Regions from separate parts of the Mus musculus genome. Here regions 1 and 3 are each linked to region 2. The links are chromatin contacts, called in public HiChIP or PLAC-seq and promoter capture Hi-C maps. All regions are on one chromosome and are shown on one strand. The core of a region is the stretch at or near the end of the contact, and the rest is flanking DNA. Distances in the headings are between cores, read along the strand shown. Region 1 overlaps Ift122 (intraflagellar transport 122). Region 2 overlaps Washc2 (WASH complex subunit 2`). Region 3 overlaps Rassf4 (Ras association (RalGDS/AF-6) domain family member 4).

What was found. HiChIP or PLAC-seq counts read pairs in DNA pulled down with a chosen protein or histone mark. Capture Hi-C pulls out chosen DNA fragments and counts their contacts.
Region 1: a contact with region 2 is called in a promoter capture Hi-C map of adipose tissue. The contact joins two enhancer-like sites. A contact is called at or near these places in 1 of 39 promoter capture datasets (neural stem cells), 1 of 15 datasets of contacts at CTCF or cohesin (large pre-B cells), 6 of 484 Hi-C or Micro-C datasets (bone marrow-derived macrophages, cerebellum, cortical neurons and 2 more), 1 of 115 datasets of contacts at active chromatin or transcription factors (microglia) and 2 of 9 other capture datasets (adipose tissue and liver).
Region 3: a contact with region 2 is called in an H3K4me3 HiChIP or PLAC-seq map of bone marrow-derived macrophages, with 3 times the contacts expected there. The contact joins two enhancer-like sites. A contact is called at or near these places in 1 of 115 datasets of contacts at active chromatin or transcription factors (bone marrow-derived macrophages) and 1 of 9 other capture datasets (pancreatic islet).

What each region holds. Positions count from the first base shown.
Region 1 is chr6:115,900,483-115,903,794 of GRCm38.p6, reverse strand. It overlaps Ift122 (intraflagellar transport 122), which reads right to left. Exons shown (of 29, transcript NM_001167763.1): 16 at 884-937. Among named protein-coding and RNA genes, the nearest start is that of Rho, 30 kb to the left of the region's middle. Within about 2 kb of position 2,059, at least 129 of the 459 cell types and tissues checked have an H3K27ac peak or open chromatin away from gene starts, as enhancers often do. A contact at or near this core is called in adipose tissue, bone marrow-derived macrophages, liver and 1 more, where this site is marked.
Region 2 is chr6:116,227,274-116,230,513 of GRCm38.p6, reverse strand. Washc2 (WASH complex subunit 2`) reads right to left here. Exons shown (of 31, transcript NM_026585.3): 15 at 2,980-3,168; 16 at 1,164-1,291. Among named protein-coding and RNA genes, the nearest start is that of Gm52873, 9.9 kb to the left of the region's middle. Within about 2 kb of position 1,528, at least 143 of the 459 cell types and tissues checked have an H3K27ac peak or open chromatin away from gene starts, as enhancers often do. A contact at or near this core is called in adipose tissue, bone marrow-derived macrophages, liver and 1 more, where this site is marked.
Region 3 is chr6:116,662,289-116,665,480 of GRCm38.p6, reverse strand. All of the region lies in intron 1 of Rassf4 (Ras association (RalGDS/AF-6) domain family member 4), which reads left to right. Among named protein-coding and RNA genes, the nearest start is that of Rassf4, 10 kb to the left of the region's middle. Within about 2 kb of position 1,255, at least 56 of the 459 cell types and tissues checked have an H3K27ac peak or open chromatin away from gene starts, as enhancers often do. A contact at or near this core is called in bone marrow-derived macrophages, where this site is marked.

The sequences.
Region 1 (3,312 bases), core at 810-3,309, 330 kb after region 2:
ATGTGTCGCTCATACTTTGGTTGCACATGAACAGACTCAATGAACAATAGCTACCATATTGTAGTCTGCCCTAGCTCAGCTCCGCTTGCTACCCCCTCTCCTCCCCCACCCCACACAGGGCTGAGGCCCACGATAAGCGTTTACTCTGCTAAACTGAGTTAGAGGGGCAAGACATTTGCAATTTCTTCACTGCTTCCATCTGGGAGCTCCAATGTGTCTCACATTCCCTTAGCCTCACAATAAATCTGTTCAAGAGAAAGAAATATGTATGCCTTTTTTACAGACAGTCAGACAGCACCGAGATACACAGAAATTAAAAATAGTGTCTTCCATCACCCATAAATGGTGCAGTCAGACCAGATTCTTTAGCCTACCGCAGGCCTTCTGGGCAGGAGGATGCCTTAGTAGGCCATGCTGGGAACATTTGGGAAATGCTTTATTCACTGTCAGGAGGATGGCAACAGCTACTCATTCCAGAGGGGTATACCAGGTTCTAAGAGTCTGACTGTCTTACAGCAGTACCACAGGATAGACCCCCATCTTGGATTTTTGAGACAAGGTTTCTCTGTGTAGCCTGGCTGTCCTGGAACTCACTCTGTAGACCAGGCTGGCCTTGAACTCAGAGATCCACCTGCCTCTGCCTCCTGAGTGCTTGAATGAAAGGTGAGTATCACTGTTGCCTAGCGTATAGATCCCATCTTAGGACAAGGAACCAGAGCTTAGAGAGACCCAAACCTTCCGCCTTATTCAACTACCAAGTGGTTAATCGGGTGTTGCCTCTTGGGCCACTCTATCCCCAGAACAGACTACAGGGCCTTTGTCCTCGTGTCCTCAGTATTACAGGCCATTGCATCCTGTGACAGAAAATGCTTTCATCAGTTACCTCAATACTGCTGATCAGTTCTAGGTATCGAAGGTCCTGGACTCTGGTGAAGGCCTATGGGAAAGGAATAAGAATAGAGTCAGCTGCCTTCTTGTTCTCCACAGGCTGATGGGGGTGGGATACACCAAGCTCTAGAAAGAGAGCCAGCAAGCAGAGGAGGGAAGCTCGAGTCATCATTGTGTGCTTGGGAGGTGTGCCACCCAGAGAGGCTCATCCTGCCTTCATCTCAAGGATTAGTCCTTACAAAGAACTGTAAAGAAGTCCTGGGAGCATCAATCATTTTGGGATTAAGTAAAACAGAACTATGATCCTACAGTCTACAGTGGAACCCCTTGCCAGATACTGCTCATAAGGGAAAGGCAAGCCGTGCTGATTCCAGTCAATGGCATCTGCAGAGCAGGCAAGACACAGAGACAAGAGCCTGCACGCTTCTCCCTGTGATTTGGATGGGAAGCAGTAGACAGCTCTGCTCACTCACAGGGCACACAGGGAGAGGAGGAAAAGGCTCGGGAAAGAGCAGTTCTGAAAGAGGACGGTAGGGGATAATCTCCTGGTCTCTAGAAAGTAGACTTGCATGTTAATCCTGAATGCGCATCCCCTGCTTGCACTCCAGTAGGGGTACAAACTTCTGATGTATGGATTTCTAGAAGGTTGTGAGGGTCCGGCAGACTGGTGCCAGTGAAATGCTTTTTGCTGCTCTCGGGTACCATGAGAGACTTAAGGGAACTGAACCTCTGTGTGCTCTGATGGCAACATCTATACCCAGCTGTGCTTTCTGTGTTGTCCATGTGGAATGGACTGACACATGCCCAGAGCAGCAGCTTCTGAGCCATCATGGTTTAGGATGCACAACTGCCCTTGGCCACTGCTAGGCACCCTCTATGCTAGAAGAATGGGGGAAAATGATCATGTCATCCCGTTTCCGGCTGCCTCACAGATGGCCACAGGGTGATTTCATCTTTCTACTCTACAGGGCCAGGATCTATTCAAAGGCCGGGGACACAGGAATTTCACTTGGCCTCTGTCCCCTTCCCTAGTTCATGGGTTCACATTGGAAATGGGAAGTTTGGCCAATTAAACAGAGAGCTAAATCTCCCTGAGCCAACCGCACAAGTACGAGGCAGATTCCCTAGGGACGACTCTTCCTGTCTGAGCATGAGCAGTGGCAGACGGCAGGATTAGGCAAGCACTGCCCAGGAGAGGCCTGGCAAGTGGCTTTCTTTCTGAAACAGGGACTGACTATGTTACCTAGGCTGGCCTTGAATTTCTGCTGAAGAGCTGGGGTGACGAGCACATTGCACAGTACCCAGTATCCGCGAGGAACTGGTCAGTCAGGCAGTGTGGACAAAAGTAAAATCTGCCCTTCTGATTTGTGTTTTTTAAACCATGTATGGATGCAGGTCCCTGGTAATGGGCAGAGTAGGAAAAAAAGACTCTGGTCTCAGCCCAACAGGACCTTGAGCTATTTCCTTCCTATGGATGGGATCCAGCAGCCTTCTTTGTGGTCAGGCAAGCAAGTGACACCTCTTCAAGGGCCTGTCTGGTTCTGAGCACTGGATTTCTGAATTTGATAAGTCTGTCACTAGCATCCTTCAGCCTTGATATACCGCAGAGTCAGGGTGCTATTCGGAGTGGTCAGTCACAAGACTGTGAGTAACTTCCACAGAGGGAAGTGGGGAGCAGGGAACAGATGAGCTGGCAGCTAAGCAGCTCTCCTGTGCCATCTAGTGGGAGCACCCTTCTAGGCCAGGCCCCTCCTTCCACAAGTCTGAGTCCTGAAAAACCGACTGACACCCAGGGGAGAGAAAAGCCAAGGATTCAGGATTAAAACAAAACATCAGTCAAAGTCTATGCTCAAAGCTCTACGACTTTTCAAAATATCATGCTACCCACAAGAAATATACACACAATTTTCATTTGTCAAGTAAAATGACTAAAGAAATACCATTTTAACAAAGAACCCAGCGATCTGATATGCTCGTGTCTATTCTTGAGTGTTCTGGGATGCGAGGTGGGGTATGAAATGAAGAGAAGGATATATCCCAGCTCCAGTTCCCTTTATCTGGCCGCATGCTCTATAGCAGGGCAGTAATAATACGAGCTGGCTCTTAGGCTCTAGATGTGAAGGGTAACTGACTAGAGAATATAACTTTATTTCTAGCTATAGCCCGAAGACACCCTGAAAACCTATTGGTATTCTTTACAGGCTTGCATTTCTAGGTGGGGCAGGAGAAGGAACTTCCCCCCTCCTGAATTCCTAAAGCCCTAGTCTAATACTTCCCAATGCTTATCTGATCTAAAAATATGTAGGTAATTATTGGGTAGCTTGACTTTTCTTCATGCACTGTGTATTGAGACAGGGCCTTGTGCATGCTAGCCAGTGCTCTACCACTGAGCAGCGACACCTCCAACTCTGTGTGATATGGTTG
Region 2 (3,240 bases), core at 279-2,778:
TAGCAAGTCCATTCCTTCACTAGCACTGGAGCCTACTTCTTTAGGATTCCAGTGTATATTGAAGACCATCTGAGATATACAGCCTGGCCGACTGAACAACTACTAGATTCTTGGACCTTCCACTAGTAGACAGCCATTGTTGGACTAGCTGGCCTAGCCTGTAAACCATTCAAGAAAATTCCCTTTCTAAATAAATCCCCTAATAAATTCCCTCATATATATGTAAGTATATACATACATATAGGTATTGATACATATACACATACACATATACACATACACTAAAGAAAGAAAAACCTATATAGGACATCTGTAGAATAAGATGTCTCACGGGGGAAAAAGACAGAATACCAACTATGTATAAAATTATTTTAAATCAGTATTATATTGAGTATTATTTTATAAAAGAAATGTTATGGCTACCTGGAGCCTCATGGATGCAGACTGCCATGAGACTCTTCTATAGAGTTACTGCCAGCCTCTGGCATGTGGGGATAAAACAGCATTCCCAGAACTGCCTAATAAAACATGTAGGGTGGTAAAACATAACAACTACAAATCACTTCCAAATAATCCTGAAAACAGCATGCTTGCACGAAGGCTCAGACATATATTTGGCAAATCCTCACTAATCTCACAGATCTGATTAGAAGTTATTTAGAGTTTCATTGTGCTTTTCAATTTTATGTTCAAAATTCTTTTTTTTTTTCAAAATTCTTAATATAAATGTAGTTGCTACTCTTGATTGTCAACCTGGCATATTCGGGAAGTGGGAAACTCAACTAAAGAACTCTTCCATCCGATTGGCCAGTGGGCATGTCTACCAGGTGTTTTCTCGGTTGCTAACTTTGCCACCTCTGGGCAGGTGGGCCCGGGCTGTGTAAGAAAGGCAGCTGAGCAAGCCAGCAAAACACTGAAGTCAGCAGCCGTGTTCTTCCACTGCCGCCTCCTTGAAGTCTTCTCTTGGCTTCCCTCAAGGACAGGCTGCAACCTGTAAAATAAACCTTTCCCTCCCCTACGTTGCTTTGGCCAGTGTTTATCACAGCAACAGAAAGCAAACTAGGACAGCAAACATGAAGGAGAACTCTACGTGCCTCTGAGACCCAGATAAACGGCTACTGTAAGCTGCCCAGGCCAATGTCCCTCAGTCCACCTCCACTCACCGTTTTATCTGCCCGCGTTTTGCTTTCATGTGTCTGGCTCACAGAAGCTGCCGGCAAAGCTTCTGCTTTTTCTTTAAACAGATCTCCTTCGTCATCATCAAAGATAATGGCAGTGGACTTGACTTTGTCTTAAAAGAGAAACCACAGCATAAAAATTACACTAAGGTCAAAATACACACACACACACACACACACAGACACACAGACACACAGACACACACTTCTTCTCTTCCACAGATAAATATGGAAGGTGTCTTATTTTTTGCTCATTTACAGAGAAATACAAAGTGAGTGGAGCCCTGCTCTGCCTTTAGTTCGGCTGCTTCCTTTCCCTGCTGCTTCCCTGCAGTTCTCGGGGCTGACCAGAGAGGGCGACATGCAGTCAAGTGCTCTGCCACAGAGCTGCTCTCCCCAGATCCACAGCCCTGGCACTCTGCAACAGCAGTTCAAATAAATCAAAAGACGCTAACCATATGAATGAACCTTCTCCAAACAGAAGACTCCTGTGCTAAGTATATCCAAGATGGGGATAAAGAGTAAAGATCACTTTAAGGAGCCAAAAAGTCATTAACTGTAGGACGGAGATGTGAAGGGTGACTCCTGTTTTCATTAAAGACCAAACTATACAGAAATAGATGAAACCAAATGCTGGCATTCCCTCATCTCCACCTGCCCACCTAGACAAGACAGACACAAGAGCTTGGTACACACACTTCTAAATCTTACCTTATGTTTATATCAGCTATTCATAAGATTATAAATTTGGAATAATCTGAGTAAAATGACCTACCATTTGTGTTTTCCATTTAATGTACAATGGAAATATCCCAAATATCCCAGGGTAGAAAAGTAAATGCCTCATTTTTTTTTACGAGATTTCTGTTTGTTTGTTTGTTTGTTTGTTTATGTGTTGCATTGTTTGCTCAGGTTTTGGGGTGGGTGTGTGTGCATGTATACAGAGGTCAGAAGGTGTCCGGTGTCCTACTACTCTCTCTCTACCTAGTCCTTTGAGATAGGGTCTTCCCCTGATCTTGGGGCTTGTGTTTTCTCTACCTGCCTCAAAGCCAGCAAAGCCCGGGGACCCTATCTCTGCCCTTGCACAGCTGGAGGATCCTATCTCTGCCCTTGCACAGCTGGAGGATCCTATCTCTGCCCTTGCACAGCTGGAGGATCCTATCTTTGCCCTTGCACAGCTGGAGGTCCGGGCATCGTTCCCAGGACGTGTAGAACGTACCCAGAACATCTGAGCCATCCCTCCAGCAGCTCATTCTTTTCAAAATCGAACAAAGACCCACTAAACAGAAAGACCACAGCTTTCCTGACTCCCCAGGCATAGCTCCGTCAGAGAGTAAAAGCACAGGAAGGACATCAGTGTGGACCTCGGAGGAGGGGAGAGGATGCACCAAAGCAAAAACAATACGAGCCCTCTGGCAGAAAAAAGAGAAGCTGGGAATTAAGCAACAAGCACGCAATGTTCCGCTCATGTAACTACCCGGAGTTGCTAGGAGGAAGTGTGACTAAATTTCTGCCTGTAATGTGAAAGGCAGAAGCAAAAACTTTAAGAAAAGAATACAGAAGAAGTTCAGCTCCCTATTAAAGAAGATAACCTCAGTAATTGATTCCCAAAGCAGAAAAGATTGACCTATGAGGGACCCCCCCAAGGCTATAGCACAATTTAAGCATAGATAAGACAATGACAGTAATGTTCAGTAAGTAAGGCATTCTGGAACTGTAAGAGACACCGAATGTGAAGAACTGTGTCCCCTTAAGTTTAATTTTCTTCTCTAAGTTCCCAGAATTAGCCTAAAAGTGGTACCGGTCTTAGAAGGCTTGCTAGAAGATGGCATAAAAAAGTTATTATCATCTTCATCATTGTCGTTATCATCATCATCAAAGAGGCCAGCAGGAGTTGGCAAATGTGAGCTCTTCCCCGGAGTAGGCTGCCCATGTTTCTGGAGCTCCTTCAGTGATGGGGCAGAGGTGGACCCAGACACATCAGGATGCCCTGAGGATGGAAGGACAGTCAGAGCTATGCTCCAGCAGGAGCCTCCTGACAGCACTCATGAGTCAGGTTCAG
Region 3 (3,192 bases), core at 6-2,505, 440 kb before region 2:
AAGGCAGACGGATCTCTGTGAGTTCAATTCTAGCCTGGTCTACAAAAAAAGAGTCAGGGATAGCCAGAACTTCGTAAAGAAACCCTATCTTGAAAAAAAACAAAGCAATCCAAACCAAACCAAACAAACCAGGTTTCTGGTTTCCTATGAGCAAGTCAGAAGATCTACATTTTAAAAAGAGGAATGTGTCCCCAGTTCCCTGTGATCTCTGTAACAAATATCCCTAAAGTAAGCCAGCCCTTTAATCTCTAGACACGGCTACCTTTTTTGCTTTTCTTTCTTAGATATAATGTCATTCTGGAGCTCAAGTTGAACTTCAATTTGCAGCGATCCTCCTGTCACAGTTTGGGATTGCAGGAATGAGCCTGGCTTACATTTTGTATTACTGCTGTATGTACAGCTCTGGAAAGACTGACTCATGGGGGAGCCAATGAATCTTGTACTCACTTTGTCACACCACAATGGGCCATAGACAAGTGTGAGGCAGAAGAGCATCACCCCTTACACACACACACACACACACACACACACACACACACACACACACTGCACTGGTGCCCCCAGAGGGATCACTTATTAAATGGGATTATAAATAGTGAAGAAGCGGCAGGTCAGAAATTCTGCCCCACCCTGGCCTGGGCTTGCTCCACTCCTGTGTGCTGGCGGAGCAGAGTCTCTTTTGGTGCCTAGTGCCTTACAAGCTATTGAAAAGACAGAGTGTCAAGCACTCTGAGGCTGTGTAGGGCTGCATTTCTTCCTCACTGCCAGGGTGGCAGAATGCTTCCTATGTGCTGCTTGGGGAGACAAAATGCAAGGGTGTTAGGGCTGCATTTCTTCCTCACTGCTGGGGAGCGAGGCCACTCTGGGAAGGTGAAATACAGTCTAGGATAGGGGGGTCCCAGCCGGTGTTTCTCCTGGTGAAAACAGTGGGGGCTGGGACAAAGACTGTGGTTCTCAAACTCCTGTGTACCCAGATGCCGCCGCTGGGACCCATGAGGAGTTGGGAATCAGGGTTCATGAGCAGGTGATGAGCCTGGGATGGGAGGAATCTGGCTCTGAGTGAGGGCTAGGAGTACGAAAGGACCTTCTACTTAGGCAAGGCTCTGTATGACGAAACCCCACCACCACCGTCACTCAGTGGTGCTTAATGAAGGAGACAGTCTTTGCTTATCCAAACAGGGCCAAACAGTTCTGCTCAGCAGCATTTAAGGAACTACCCAGAACAGGAATTCACCCACCCTTTCAACAAGCCAAGCAGAGGGAACCAGGCTCTGTTTTGAAACCCCTGTTGCTGGGCCAACGAGAATACACAGGGAGTCCCCAGCTCTGATCTCTGCTGGGGCAGTGCTGCCTTACAATGTAGGCCAAAGCCTGCTCTGCAAAGGGCCTGGCTTCTCCGAAGGCCATGGCTGAGCTCGCTTCTCAGTGGGCAAAGCTGTGTTGATGGGATAGTTCTAAGGTTGCCTCTAAACCTGTCTCCCCCAGGTCCTCCCATTTCTCACAGCCAACAGTAATTCTCCTGCTTCCGCCATCAAACGGCCATTTAGGGGTGATGTCCATCTTGAGGGTAATAGGCAAGGAGTCAGGGGGTTGAAGAGTAGAGATTGCATTGGTACTGAGGGTGTGCTAGGCTTCATCTTACTGCCTGGCAAATAGAAAGCCCCACCCCCACCCCTTGTGAGGGTCCTCAGCCAGGAAGCAGTAACTTCTACCTGTCTCTACTTTCTATAACTGGGGCAACCATGGTCTCAAATTATTAAGTGGAAAAATGTGGAAATAAATATCTGAAGAGTTTTAAGCTGAATGCCATTCTGAGGAGCTGATGAAATCTAACCATCCGACTTCTTCCTGCCTAGGCACAAAGTCTCCATGTCCCTCACATGCACACTCCATGCACCTGTTAGAGTCACTTACAAGCCACCTCTGTCATCAGACCGGCTGACAGGGTATCAGTGCTTGAGTTTAAGGAACTTAACACTCTTGTTTTACTTGTTTGATTTAATAATGTAGTTATTAAATGCCCCAAAGACAGTTGTGCTCTCTAGCCAGACACACCAGGGAGAAATGAACTGATCAAATTCTCCACCCATTGAGAAATAGTGAGGTGTTGTGTCATTAGGATCTGGTAAAAATGAGTCTTCTGTCCATGAACATTCTGACAGAAAAAGAATCCATGTGAGGTTTTTTGTTTATTTGTTTTTTTACCTAAAACTTTACAAGCTGTGGCCACAATCCAGCCAGGTTTATCACTAAGCTGGGCAGGCATTCAGTCACAGAGTGTGGGAACTTTCACAGTCTTTGGAAACCACTGGGGAATCCATAACATATCTACATGCCATACAGGATAATAACTGTGATTCAAAGGGAGCCAGAAGGATAGAGAAACAATCTCGCACTTCATATTCCATGAAAGCAGTATGGGCAGGCAGGAAGGCCCTCTTGCTTCTGTGGAAAGGAGACAGAGAGAGCGTGAATTTTGAGTCTGCCACAGAACCTGAAGGCTGGACCCAGCCTTAACATAGGTTAAGAATTTGCCAAGAGCCATATAGGATAGAAAAATTAAGAGACCAGAATCAACCATCCAGACTCTTGTGTCTAAAGAGGACCCTACTGCTGTTCATTGGTTGGTTTTTGGCTTCACCTTTGTCTTGTTTTCCCACTCATGTGGGAATATTGGTTAATGCGTCATAGTGTTGTAAGGACTAGACAATTCACAGAACTGCTTTGCAGTCCAGAAGGAGTAAGTGAGACACAGATGAATCTCCCAGGAGAGCTGGCCCAAGGGATGGACTCCAAAGCAATTGATGGGATCACCACCCCATCTCAGTGGGAAAGGAAGAAAGAGGACCAGAGTGGCTTTGAAAGACTCTAGAAAAGCCTAGAAGAAGCCAACATCTAGAATGTTCACCTAAGATAAGAAGAGTACGTGGCTCAAAATGTTTAGGAGCTGATCTAGAGTCTTGGAGATCCTGTAGAGCTTTCTGGAGGGACAGGCAGGCTAGCTTCTTAACCTGATGCTTCCGAGTTTAGCCTGCATTTGGATGGGTCTGATGTGAGAGGGTGGATAAGTGTTCTCATGCCCAAGATATCGGGGCTGAACAACACTGAATGTGGCTCCTCCCGCTCCCCCATCAGCACACACCTGTCCTAGCTAGTCAACCTGACACAAGTTATCTAAAAGGAGGGAACTTT